Regions from separate parts of the Gossypium hirsutum genome. Here region 2 is linked to region 1. Evidence: chromatin contacts called from public Hi-C data. All regions are on one chromosome and are shown on one strand. Each heading gives the region's core, a stretch centred on a gene start, on an enhancer-like site or on the middle of the called end of the contact. The rest is flanking DNA. Distances are from core to core; before and after follow the strand shown.

Region 1 (7,440 bases), core at 1,308-3,807:
AGTAATAACCTAAACTTTACACTATTTAGACTCCTAGGTTCTAACCCTTTCTTGCACCTAATAAAGCCATGTACGCAAACTTCTCAAATCTTTCCTATGTCAAATATGTCAAAATAAAAACAACATATACTGACATCCCTTCAGCTCATGGTCAAATTAGAAGAAGCCATATATACCTGCACAGGTGTGAATGCCAAACTTGAAGTCAGCCCAGAGGTGGCACCACTGCTTCCGTAATTCTTTTCCTTGAACCTGAAGTGAAGGAAAAAGTGTATCACCCAGGAGATCAACATGCAAGGTTGAATTTGAGAGATGAACAGCAAAAATACTAAATTAAGCTAACCGATTAAGGGGAAAAAAAAGAACAGGAGAACCTACTTCTTAGCAACTTTGGCTGCAAGTTTGCTCTGACCAATTGAAACACGCAGTTTGCCACTCCCAGCCTGACCAAGCATTCCATAACCTTCACCTAGTCCATCACCTAATATCAAAAGGGAAATGAACAGTCAGAAAGCCGTGGGAAATAGGTTAAGTTCTTCTTAGTTGATAAATAGATTCTAGAAACTGCTCCATGAAAGTAACTCCTCAAGAGAATATACAGAACTAGACATTTCATTAAAGAAGGTAGTTAAGCATTATCGTATTTACATAATCAGAGGTTACAAGCCTATTGAAGACCCAAAACATGGTTTTTGAGTTCAAGCATCATTAAAGAAAAAAAAAAAGAAAAACTAAAAATGATTCTTCAGAAATTAGAAAAATCAAAGTTCACCTAAAGAGCTTTCCTCAGGTACTCCAAATTGCATCCTGTTCGCTAGCTTCCTCATATCTGTTATAGCATACCTGAAAATAACATACATAGATATAAGAAAAATGCAGAATGCACAAACAAATTGCTGGAAAAAAATTTTAAAAGAAAAAAACAAACATTTCAATGATAATCCAAATAACAGAACTACCTTTCTTTCATCTTCCTTAAGCGACGACCACCCCTCTTTTTCTTAGGTTCAGAATCAGGAACAGGAAGTGGTTTAGGCTGCTTTGCAGGAGGTGGTTCTTGCCATTTTTCAATTTTCTTATGAATTTCTTCCTTTAAGGTTTTTCCAGCATTCCCTAAAGGATCCCCTCTAGTAGAGTCTATACGTGCTGCAAGAGTTGCTTTAGAAGCCAAGAGACGACAAGCACGACTCCTCAAAGCAGGGGGTGTAGTTTGAAAAATCTCTGTCTGTTCAATATACCCAACACGAAACTGTGACGTTGCAGTGGAAAACCCTGCAAGGGTCTTTTTCTTCGCACCAAGCAGCTGAACATTACAAGCAGGCATCTTAGCTAATGCTGAAAGACCGCCAGCAGTACCCATAAGTTTAGCAGCAACAGCACTTCCAACAATAGTAGAAAGATTTGGTGCAATATATCCCATTCTACTTTCTACAAACTCAAGAACCTTCTTCTTTGCAGTATCCAGAGCCAGAGCACGATCACACGCATCAACAGTTTTCTGGAGAACATCTTCAGGAAGTGGCTTGCCACTGGTAGTTGATGCTGTAACTGAAACAACCATAATGATAGCTGAAGGCAAAAGCCCTTCCAAATCCACAAGGGTTAAATCCATCTCATTGCCAATCTTTTTCACCACACGAGCATAATCAATTGGATGATGCACAAGCGATTCAAGCTCAGGAAACTTCAATCGGTACTTATCACGTATAAAATTATGGATAATAACAATCTCATTCTCGATATCAACTGATAGTCCATTACAGTCCACAATCAGCTGATACTCAGGATCATCTTCCAGTACCATGCCCTGATTTGATATATGAGAACCCTTCTCGAGCGCATCTTCCACTTTCTGCATAATATCAATGTATCTCTGACTTTTTTGCAATTTGGAAACACTGTCCAGATCATCGTAGTTAAGCGTTTCGATATCCGCGAGGTCACCATCAATATCTTCTTCCATGTTTGCGACATCATTATTTTCTTCCTCCTGAAAGAATGATATGAACATTACGATTCAGATTAAGTATCGAATAAAAAAAAAAGAGGCTGAAACTCAAAATAGAAAAGGTAAGTATAGTTTCAACTCACCAGAACATCGGCTTCGTTGTCTGATAATTCATCAAGGTCCGCAAGGAATGAATCAGCTAAAGTTGCCTGAAAATTACAACCAAGTAAAAGAACAGACAGCTAGATGCAATTATTTTATTGAAAGAAAAGTGTTATAATTCCAGAAGAAAAAAAAAGTAGAGTAATTAGAGAAAGGAAAACTAACCATCTGACGTTTTCGCGAGGAGCCTTCTAGGGTTTAACCCAAAATCGAAGAGAATAAACGAAAACAAGTTGAAAATTAAAATTTCCTAAATAGAATAATGAAGGAACCCTAATCGGAGAAAAGAAGAGCAAATAAACGAACATTTGGGAGATAGCGAAAATAATTTATAGGGAAACTTCTTGAACATGCTATCGAGTCGGCTTTTGTATGGGCTAGACATTCTATTCCTATGTTGGCCCGAAATCATTTATGCTTTAATCCATCTTGGTAAAAATTTCATGCTCATCTATTTTTTCAAAAATTGTATATATAGATAGTATTTAAAAAGCCACCAGTAATTGGATTTGTCGGTAAGTGCGGTATGTTTTGGTGATCATCGTAGTTGTTAATTTGAGTATTTGAATTACTCTTTTTAATTCTTACATAGTGTTTGAAAAGTTGTTTAATAATTGAATTATAATTGGCGGATTTTATTGAGAATTTGGTATAATTGGAGTATTCTAATTCTTAAAGCGTGAGTGAGAATCGGAGTAATTATGCAGATAATTACACTCAATTTTAATTTTAAAAAAATATTTTGTTACAAGTTTAAGTTATAAATTTTTATATTATAAGCATGAACATATATAAGTGTTTAGGACGATTATAATCAAAGATTTATTATATTATAAATCTTAAAAATTTATATTATAACATAATTTATGTGTATTTTATAAAGTTATAATAAAAATTATATTACTTAAGTCTTAATTTTTTTAATGTTAGGACAATAAAATTTATTATAAAAAATAATCTAATGTTATATAAGTGTATATTATATTTATTTATAAAAAATTATAGTAAAAAAATGGATTTAAATTATTTATGTGTCGATGCTATATATTATAAAAATAATATGCTTATTCGTAAAAAAATGTTATAATTTTATAAAATTATGATAAAAAATTATATTATTTATAAGAAATGTTATGAAAAGTAACAGCTCAGTTTTATCTAAATCAGAACAGTGGTTTCGGAACTACAAATTCGAGGTCAAAAAATTATTTTAATATTATTTTTGGTGTTTATAGCATGTGAATATATATGTGTTAAAGTTTCGTGAAATAATTTTAGCGTTTGAATGCTTAATTTGAGAAAAAGGACTTAACTACGTAAAATGCAAAAAGTTGCATTTTATTTATTTAAGGTGTTTAATTGCTATGATTTATTAAACCAAAAGTCCTTATGATGATATTAAACCATTTAATAGTTTATGGATGATAATGGCATAGTATTTGGTGCTATTATTAATGTTTATTAAGGTTAAAATTGGTATTTAGTATTTAAATGATATATATTAATAAAACAAAGTAAAATTCATGCCTCATTATCATCTTTTTAACCGAATTTAGAAGAAGAGCAAGAAGAACTAGGGTTCTTCATTCGGCTAGGCATATTTAAGCAATCAAAGTATGGTTTTAGCTCTGTTTTTTATTATTTTTACATTTTTGAGATCGTTGTTTTGTATTCTAGCTAGCACATGCCTTAATTTTTGAAGTTGTTAATGATTTTTTGAAGTGCCATTGATGAATGCTTGAGCTTTTGAATGTTTTATGATGAAAAATGAATATTTGTTGATAATTATACAAGTTTTGTTAAGTGATTTTGAGTAAAAATGCCTATTAGGGGTTTAATTGTGAAAAGTATAAATTGAGGGGTTGAAATGTGAAAAAATGAAAGAGCTAGGCTGTTAAGGACCTATATGAAATTCTTCTAGGCTTGGGTTTAATAAAATTTGTAACACCCTTCGCCCGTATCTGACGCCAGGACAGGGTTCGAGGTGTTACCTGACTTGAACTCAATCAACTATATAAAATCGAGCCATAAAATTTTGATCAATTTAAAACTTTTCGTTTCACAAAAATTTTGTCCCTTAAACGGGCTCACGAGACCCAAAACATACATTAGAGACGATTCGGGACTAAACCGAGAACTTAAGAAAAACTTAAAAAATTCATGCTTTAAGGTTCTACACGCCCGTGTGAATATAGACCGTATAGTCACACACGCCTGCGTGACTTGAGACACGCCCGTGCCTTTATCCCATGTACAACACTGACTTTAAAACACGGCCATGACATACGCCCGTGTGCCTACCCGTGTGGACAAATACAAGGCTATTTTCCAAGCCATTTTGTCACACTCACAACACATGCGCGCATACTTATACAATAACATACAACATGGCAAAATTAGGTACTTAAACATTCCTAACATATCATGATTATGGCAATTTCACATGCAATAGATATCATAGATTTTACTCACATCTTTACCACATTCATGCTATAATCATTATAAACTCATCACGTAACACCATAGCACATACATGCATAATTAAAATGGATTTATAGCCACATAGTCAAAATAGGCCAACACATATGGTTAAAGTCATATCACATACTCTAATATTTAAACTCCTATACATGCCATAGACTCAAAGTACTTGAAATCACTACACCAATAGCGTTAGCTTGACAGTGTGATAATATCTCCGACGAACTCCAACCCGAGCAAACCTGACAACCCTAAAGAACATGGGAAAGGAAGGGAGAGTAAGCTTTACGCTTAGTAAGTTCATATGAAAACAATAAGCAACTCATTAACAAGTTTTATCAATGTTTACAACATAATCACAAATTCACTACAAGTTGTCTTCCTGAGCAACAGTCACTAAATTATTTATAACTGGAGCTACGAAACTCAAAATCAATTGCCGTTAATTTTCCCTGAAAATATACTCATATATCTTCCATCCATAAAATTTTTAGAATTTTTGGTTTGACCAATCAATACCAGATTTTTCTTAAAATTTTCCCTATTTCACCGTTTGACTAATTTGACCACTCTTCACTACGAATCAAATTTCTCATTGTACAGAATTAAAAATATGTTCTCGTTGATTTCATTTGAAACTAGACTCATTAAGGAGTCTACGCATATAAATTTTATCTTATAACCATTTTTGTACAAATTATAATGATTTTCTAAAAACAGAACAGGGGACCCTGAAATCATTTGACTCTATCCCACGCCACTTCAAATATCTCATTATCAGCAATTCTTTTGCTTACACGGTTTCTTTTATAAGAAACTAGACTCATTAAGATTTAATTATATAATTTATTCAGCTTCTAAATCAACTCCCAAAATTTATGGTGATTTTCCAAAATCACATTATTGCTGTTGTCCCAAGCAGATTTATTACAAATTTACTCTTTCACACATTCTTTGCATTCACATTATTTAAACATGTATATCACCAATCAATTTCATCACATATCTATAATTTCACTTAAGCATAATCTCAATACAATACATCATGCTCAATGATTCGCACACAACCGTTCAAATTAGCAATTATAAGATGGTTCCGCACATAGCCCACCCTTATCGATAATTTACGATGGTTTTACCCTTACTCACATATATGACATAGGCATTTTCACCTATGCTTCTCATTTCACATTCATGATTCAATTCCAATCGATCTAACATGCATAAGTATATATCACATACCTGGCCAACTTAATGTATTGAACGAATTCAATTGCCGATTTAACACAAGGTCTCATAGTCTTAGACTTTTATCAAATCACCGGCATTTAGCCTGCTAGATTTTAAACCCGAATTCATCACCGGCACGAAGCCTGCTAGACTTTAAGTCTGAACTTATTCACCGGCATTTCGCCTGCTAGGCTTGAAGCCCGATATCATTTCACCGGCATTATAGCCTGCTAGGCCCGAAGCTCGATAATATTATTCACCAGCTTAAAGCTTGCTAGGCTCAAAGCCCGAATATCACCATTATAAAGTCGTCTCATAAACAATTAATATAATATAGCATGTATACCTATTCACTTTACTCTATTTAATCATTCAATCACAATTTATAATTGCCCTTTGAATCATTCGATATTTTGCACACGAAGTGTCATTCTCAATATCTCACACACTAAGTGCCATTCTCAATATTTCGTACACTAAGTGCCATTCTCAATATTTCGTACACTGAGTACCATATTTGATTGCCCCGCACACTAAGTGTCACATTTTGTCGATATGTCGTCAGATATTAAAATATTCACGTATATACAATTTATACGATATTAAAGCATTAGAAACATAAATTTAACAATGCTTATTGCATACGAACTTACCTTGTTCGCGGTAACGATAAATTAGATCGACGAATCCGATACTTCGTTTTTCCCTCGATATAGACTCGTACGAGGCTTAACTTGATCTAAATCACTTCATGCAAATGCCGAAACTAAGGAAGCTTCAATGGCTTTCTTTTCTCCTCCATATTCGGCCAAGAGATAAAATTTGCATGGCCATTTTATGTTTTATGTTTATTTAATACATTTTAATATTCCATTTACCTTTTTGTCCTTTGTAATAATACATAATTTCATATATGCCAAACCACCAATCTCAACTATCATAAAGTAATGGTTTAATTGATAAATAGGGACTTATACTTTAGTAAAACATAGAAAATAAACACTTAAACAATTAGAATGCAACTTTTGCATTTTACGCGATTTAGTCCTTTTTACTTAATTAACTATCGAAACGATAAAATTTTTCAAGGAAACTTTAATACCATCTTTTTGCCACTCCGTAAATATTTATAAAAATATTTACGACTCGGTTTATAGAAATGAGGTCCCGATTGTGACACCTCTAAATTGACCCTAGTCGGAAAGCGATTTCGGGACCGCTAAACCGAGTCACCAAATTATTTGAATATGATATTTATTGTCTAAAATATGTGAATATGAATGTGTGAAAGTTTTAAGCTTCGATTTAGTTAATTGCATGTGAATTTAGTTAATAGGACTTATGTATGACACTTTTAAAATGTGATAGTTAATCTATAAGGATCAATTAATGCATGTCATATGAATAAAGGGTTTGCATGTCAAATATCCATTATTAATGAGTAGTGGCCGGCCATGGATGGGTCATTGATGATAATATGAATTCTTTTATTAGCACTATGAGTTTAGAAAATAAAAGAATGAATTAAGAATGATAAAACATGAGGTGAGTGGGAGGAGAAACCAAAGTTGTCTCCCCCTTACTCCCCATTGCCGTGACTAGTGAAAGAGGAGAAAAAC
Region 2 (7,440 bases), core at 3,562-6,061, 170 kb after region 1:
TTATTGTTGAAATAATGAAATAAAAGGAGGATCTTGAATAAATCTATTGAGAAATATAGATATGGAATAAATTGATCAAAATAAAAAGATGCAACTCAAGTACAATTAAATTTATGAAGTTTTTGGACCAATAGTCCAAATATCTAAAGGTATAAAGCCAGTAAGGGTACAAATGAAATAGTTTTGCAAAACGAAATAAAATAATAAAGCTTTTGCTAAGTCTTGGTATTAATTATGAAAAGATATAATATTCTTTTGTGGTGGATGTAATAACCTTTAGATATATTATTAAACTAGCAGTTCATAAAAGATTTAACTTGCATCTAATAGTTGTTGTTACAACTTTTTATGAATCACTATATAGTAAAGTTTATATTAAAATCATTGAAGGGTTTAGAATGCCAGAAGCATATTGAAATTATCAGAAAATTATTCATTTATATGAATTGAAATATCTGAACATATGTGGTAAATTTGACTTAGTCAATAGTAGTTGAAAAAGGATTATGAAATGATCCAAAATACCTATTTGTATTTTTATAGAGGGATCGTGATTAAAATTTGTTATGATTATTGTTGAAACTCTTGAAGAGATCAAAATATATTTCCTCAAAATTTTTCCCCACTCATGACTTTCAAAAGAAGGAATTTATGCTTAGCAAATACGTTCAAATGGTCATTTGAAAAGCTAGTATTTAAGATTAAATACATAGAATATTAGATATTATGTGATGTTTTCATGAATAGGAGTAAATACGAGTTGTAATCTTTTTCCTTTAACCGAAGTTTTGTCCGATTGGGTTTTCTTTGTAAGATTTTTAATGAGGTAGCATATTATGCGTATTATAGATATGTGCACTCTATTTCCTTTATTAGGAAATTTTTTTCCCACAGAGTTTTTATCTTAGTAAGATTTTAATTATACAAATTATCTATCAATGGACATTCAAGGGAAAGTGTTATGAATATCTTATTAAATAGATGTCCATCAAATTTAAGTAAGTTTTGATCTATTTTATTGATCTATTTTAAATTTTAATAATCATTAGAAGTAGATCTCTACTTTATTTATACTTCTTATGCCTATAAATAGAGACTTTGGAAAAACTTTATAAATATCTCGATTAGTCAATAAAAATATGCTCTCTCTTTACTCTCCGATTCTCTTTATTCTTTATTCTCTGCCTGAGGAATTTTTTTTATTGCTTTATTTATAGGAAAATTTTTGAGAAAAAATCATAATCATGTCAAATAATTTTGTGACCGAATCTTAATGTTTATCCAATGGTCAGAAGATCAAAGACCTTACCAGCCTAGAGATTTCGGTCCTACTGTCCAAAATTGATAAAATCAACCCCTATCAAGCATCAACACACCCAACTTACACAACAAAACGCTTGCTAAAGAAAATCGCTCGTATATCTGTTCTTTTCTTTGAATACGTGCTTCATCACTTTCTGACTACTAATATGACTGATGAAATTTCTAGTTTTCCAGCATCGATGCGCTAAACTCATTGGCTGAGGTATGTGTCAATTACACCTAATTATGGTTGGGTCAAGTCGATGAAAAATATTAAGGTTTTTTTAGGTTCGTGTTCGGTCCGACTCGATAAATAAGTTTAAAATTTTGATTAAATCTGATCTTAAATTAAAATTGTCAAATTCGAATCTGACTCGACCTGTTCATATTAAATATTTTTAGATTATTTTTATATAAAAAAACTAAAAAAAAAGTAATTCTATCCAAGCAACGAAACAACAGTAAAACAGTTGATTTAGGCTGGCTGGGTCGACCCAAGTTAAAAAATTCTACTCAAGGCCCAGCTCATTTAGAAAGAATGTCTTATTATTTTTCCAATCTCATTTTTCGGACATATATTTTTATCTAAATCCTCTCACTTTTAAAACAAACTTTTAAACTTGAATAGTCCATAATAGCTCTACTTTCAATGAACCGATGATCCATTCCCTTCTGGATTTCCGATGAGACTTCCAGCTCCTATCTTGCTCATGTTGCTTTTGGAAGATTCTTCCCAATTCAATTTTAACCAATCAAATGCAGGTGTTGTCCATGTAACTCCCACTATTGAAGGTGTTGGCACACTCATCAGCTTTTTCCATTGTTGTTTTTGGATTCTTATCACTTGATTGGATTTCCTTAAATACCAGAGGATTTATTGTCAACCAAAATTCACTAAGCATGAAGGAGAAAACAAAGTTCCAAGGAGTCATGTGCTGCCGGAACCATATTTTCGAGTTGGCATTCACGTCGAGCCATTCTTTCCGATCCTGATTTGAATGAATAGCAATTTAATTGCATCCTTAACTTTTCCATGTCAGCAAGTTAATGACATTGTTAACTTTCTTTTTTTGTCCATGACCAGTTTGACAAACAACAATAATTCGAGAGCTTAATAAAGTGCAAAAGATAAATAAAAAAAAAGGAAAAAGCTAAAAAAAATAGTTCAAGACCATATTTTCAATGTTTAAACTTAGCTCTATCTAAATTTTTACTGATTTACTTCAAAATAAATTTAATTTTACAGTAGAAAAACTAGTCCCCGCTTTAGCTTATACTATATAGATTCACAATTAAAAAAAATTTATAGCATATATAAGTAAAGATGTAATTTTAAATCAAAATAAATTATAGCATGAGTGAAATTTTTGAAAATTCATTTTTAAATTAAATTTAACATGTAATTTTAAGATTTATCTTTAATTTATATATTTTTATTTTATAATTATTTTTAGGATAAATTATTTGATTAATCATTCAATTTTTTAGAATATTTTCATTTTGATCATTTAAATAAAAAATTTACAATTTAATACCACAGTTGGTTGCATATGCCACGTGATTTTTATTTTTTTACCATTTTTGGCCCAGCACTGTTCATCATCTTTTTCTTCCTTAATTCAATTTTTTTCCCCTAGATTGACAATGCCAAGAGTGACACCCCTTTCTCTTACCTTCCTCATGCAGCGTGTACGAGACTGAGAGTGAGGGCCAGTTCTGCATTGCTTTTCAAAAGCACTTTTGGCTCCAGAAGCACTTCTGGAAGAAAAGCTGTGCAGAACAAGTTACTTTTGGCTGAAATTTTTAGCTTTTCAGAAGTGTTTTTGAAAAGTACTTCTGAGAAGGAGAAACTAAAATTTTTAGCTTTCCCTCTCCCAAAAGCACTTTTAGTGCTTAATTACTTTTTCACCCCTCCAATAACATATTACTTTTCCTTTTTTTTCTTGGTACTTAATTACAAATGTATTAAAATTATTAATTAAAAATAAAAAAATATATATTTTAAAATACTAATTACAAATATTTAATAGTTATATTTAAATATTTAAAATATAATTTATATATTCTAATTAAATTTTATAAATAATTAATATTTATTGCTTAAAAATATATAATTTTATATTTTATATTAAAATATTAAGAAATTACAATAATTTTTTTTATATTCTTACTAAAATATAATAATATTAACTAATTTAAATATTATTTAAATGTATATTTGTTACTTGATAATAACATGTCTAAAATGGACATTTTATTTCTCAAAAGTACTTTTTGAGAGTAATGCTAAACACTCAAATTTTAAACTAAATTTTTCAAAAGTACTTTTCAAAAGTAATTCTAAAAAAGGATTGCCAAATTAACCCTGAATCTCAATTGGTTTCCTGATGATAAAACCATTTTAACCAGCTTCCTTATATTATGGCCTGCAATTGCCAATCCAAATATCAACATGACAATAACTAAAAAAAGAACAATTTTTTGTGCTAAGCTACAAACAAACTAACAAATCCATCGACTATTAATAGATTACATCAACTTGAACCTGTTAGGAAAAGATGAAAAAGAAATTTATTTATAAATATGAGAAGAGAAAACAATGATTTAACCTTTTGCAGCACTATTACTAATCTGAAATTTTGATTTTCTCATGCAGGAAATCCCAAGTCAATTGATGTAGCATTCACTATATGCTTTACTTGAAATCGTTTTCTTTCTCAGAAGAAGTAAACAAATAAATAACAGCATAACCAGAAATCGAATTGTATATATGCAAAAGCTTATCTGAGTAAACTTTATAACACTCTACTGTTATAGATCACTAAGAAAAAAAAAAAGCTTGTAAGTAAACTACATCAGTTATCACATATTAAATTCCTAAAAATTTAAAGCATTTCGCTTCGTTTTCACAATTTGGCAGCAAACGATGCGAAATCAAGTCCGAATCATAGTATCATACCTCGACTTAAAATTTATTATTACAAAACGATCAAAGTTGATTGGCAATGGAGATCTCGTTGACTTCATTTGCATCGAGCCAAACCTTTCATTTTCCACACTATAGAATGCTCTCTGAGAGTTGTTTTTGGAGCTTAAGCGAACTCATCTCTCCCTCCCTCCCTTTGGTGTGCACATACCTGCTGTTAGCAAAGAAAGAAAAGAAAGAAATGGCTTGGAGAGAAAAATTGATTCAGGAGGAAGAAGATGAACAGTGCTGGGTCAAAAATTAAAAAAAAATGATGACTAATCAGCTGTCCTTGGAGATTTAAGGTCTGGAGGACCAAAATGAAAGTCTTCTAATGGAGGTGAGAAAATTACAAAAAAAAAATATTTGTATGATCAAAAAAAGTACATCCTAAAAATTAGGTGACCAAATAAATAATTTACCTTTATTTGTATCATTAAAATTGTATATCGGCTCGAGCCAGGATTTGAATAGATCAAATCTACGGAACCAAGCAGATAACTCTACTTTTAGAGAGACCTAATCTATTACATTTTTTCATTTTTCTTTTTTTGCTGGGCTTGCCAGTTTGGGCCTCTTTATGGGCATGCAACCCTCATTCTTCAGTGCTTAGAAAAGACCTCATGTTTGGCTTTACAGAGTTAAAAAAGTCGTGATTGATTGATACGTTACAAAGGATTTGGAAGAATTTTAAGCATTCACACGTCATGATTATGGTAATCTAAAGGTCAAATTTTGAAGCACGCTGCTAGTCCTTATGCTTACTACTAATAATTCTATTCAAAAAATAAATAATATTTGTAGTCAGAGCTTAATGTTGCAAATCAACAATAATACTTACAAATTAATTTCATCACATACATCATACATGGTAACTCGGCTCTGTCTATGGAATTAAATCATAGGTAGAAAATAAAAGAAAATGGATGCGTGAAAGATACGATATGGAACATTCTTAGCTAAAATGGAACCCATCGAATGGGTTTTGGATAGGGACGAAATGGGGCCCGCCTTTTACATTGATCAGCCAATCCGCGGAATGCGGCGACCAGATAATATTGGGCCCCACGCATTCGGTTCGAAAATTTTAGGAGCGAGTAAGGCCCCCCCCCAAGGCAGCACTTCTACCTTTTTATTCTCACGTGGTTACCACGTGTCGCGGGGGGCTAACTAAGATAAACCCACGATCTTCCCTTATTGAGGACGACGTGGACGGATGATGAATATGGGCCCCACTTCGTGTTTAGGTCGTTTGCGAGGATACGATGGCGGGAGTGTTACACGTGTTTCCATGTCCGTACCGGGTGGTGGGTGGAAGTTGGGACGAGTCGACGGAACGCTGTGGAATTTATATAATTTTTTTTCCTTTTCTCTTAAGGAATAAAATAAGTAGTTGTTATTATTTCTTTTAAATTAACACAAGGCTCTCTGTTTAAATAAATTACGGTAATGCTACTTCTGTTTTTTTTCCATATACCTCATATTAATCCAAAACATAATTGGAGTGACAATTTTTAATATACAATAATAATTAAATTACAGATTCAATCCTAGTTTAATTGATATAGTTGTTATCCTAATTTTTTTTTGGTAAACAAAACAATCGATTACATAAAATGATTCATGAGAGAGTTATCAACAAAATTATCGTCCTGCAAAATATCTTTTATACTAGAAGGAGGAGACTCGAAGATACGCAGGGAGGAACCACTTGACAGGGATATTTTAGCCAAAGCATCAGCAACCCGATTGGTTTCTCTCGGAACATAAGTCAAGAACCAATTTTCTTCCGAAGCCAAAATTTGTTGTATCCTCTTAATAAGTGCATTATTAGAAATACCAGCCTTGCTTTCACTAATCAAGATCACATTCTCAAGATTATCTGAACGAATGATGACCTCATTATAGCCTTATTTTTGAGAGATGAGCAAACCATCCAGCAAGCCCCATAGTTCAGCAGTGGCGACAGAGCATTTCCTCAAGAAGTGAGAAAAACCAAGGATCCACTTCCCTTTATTGTTACACAGCACACCACCTGCAGCAGAAAGACCGACACAGAGTGAACAGCACCATCAGTATTAAAAACTACATACATACCTGAATTCTGGCAAACTGAGAACTGCTTCGGCTACAAATCCATTCCTTCATTAAAAGAGTAAAGAAAATGTTTTACCCAACTAAAAGAAGCACTGATAATATCCTTCGAACTCAAGCCAGCTCCTTGAAAAATAATTAAATTTCGGTTCTTCCAAATGCACCAAAGAATGATCCCAAAGAGGCAAGGCCAAGACCCATCGCTCTGCCTATTGGAAGAATAAAGTTGCAAATTCGAATTAAGCCAATCAAACACTGTAACAGAGAAAAAATTCCTAAGCTAGGAAGTAGGAATGATCTGATGCCAAATTTCCTTTGCAAATGCACAGTCTCTAAGAATATGCAAAGCATCCTCCATGGAATGACCATAAAGTTGACATGACGCGTCCTGCTCAATACCCCTTCTAACTCTCTCCGAGTTAGTTAAAAGTCTTTGTTTGAGAATTAACCAGAGGAAATGTTTCACACGATGCAACCCTGGAATTTTCCAAATCTTTTTCCATTTTGTCTCTTACGGATGCCAAGATTCCTCTTTCAAAACATGAAAGCACTCTTCACAGAGAAAACTTCAGACGTTGTTCTTGACTAAGAGAGGCAATCCGATCCAGCCTGAATCATGGGAGGAGGAATGCTAATGATGCGCTCCACTACATCTTCAAGTAACCATAATCTAAAAAGGGCAAGATTCCACACCCCATTAGGCAAAACCATCTCACTAACAGTGGTCTTAGGATCGAAAAAACCATATCCCGACACATAATTTTTGAGAGATCCTTTATCAGGAACCCAACAACCCTCCCAACAGCAAACAGACTTACCATCACCAATGGACCAAATCATAAAGCTACGCAACAGAGGCCAAGCTCTAGCACCAGCTCTCCACATATAAGAACAACTGCTCCTTATAATAGAGTCAGGCATACTCTCCTTCATTCCATACTTGCCTCTTAGAACTTGAACCCAAAGAGTTCCAATCTTAAAAATAAGATTATAACCAAGTTTCATCATAAAATCACTGTTCTGATCACTCAAACGACGAAAACCAAGGCCTCCATTATCTTTAGGCTGACAAAGGTTTT

The links. A called contact is a pair of places that touch in the nucleus more often than the background predicts.
Region 2: a Hi-C map of leaf shows a contact between it and region 1, with 2.9 times the contacts expected there. The contact joins the enhancer-like site here to the promoter of LOC121203024 in region 1. A contact is called at or near these places in 5 of 34 Hi-C or Micro-C datasets (all in leaf).

The regions. Positions count from the first base shown.
Region 1 is chrA03:99,442,335-99,449,774 of Gossypium_hirsutum_v2.1, forward strand. It overlaps LOC121203024 (U4/U6 small nuclear ribonucleoprotein Prp31 homolog), which reads right to left and starts at 2,558. Exons shown (of 7, transcript XM_041099860.1): 1 at 2,276-2,558; 2 at 2,092-2,157; 3 at 960-1,990; 4 at 773-843; 5 at 379-481; 6 at 177-252. The coding sequence starts at 2,278.
Region 2 is chrA03:99,610,535-99,617,974 of Gossypium_hirsutum_v2.1, forward strand. LOC107886611 reads right to left here. Exons shown (of 3, transcript XM_016810636.2): 3 at 5,751-7,440. Among protein-coding and RNA genes, the nearest start is that of LOC107886611, 8.4 kb to the right of the region's middle. Within about 2 kb of position 4,812, at least 9 of the 9 cell types and tissues checked have an H3K27ac peak or open chromatin away from gene starts, as enhancers often do. A contact at or near this core is called in leaf, where this site is marked.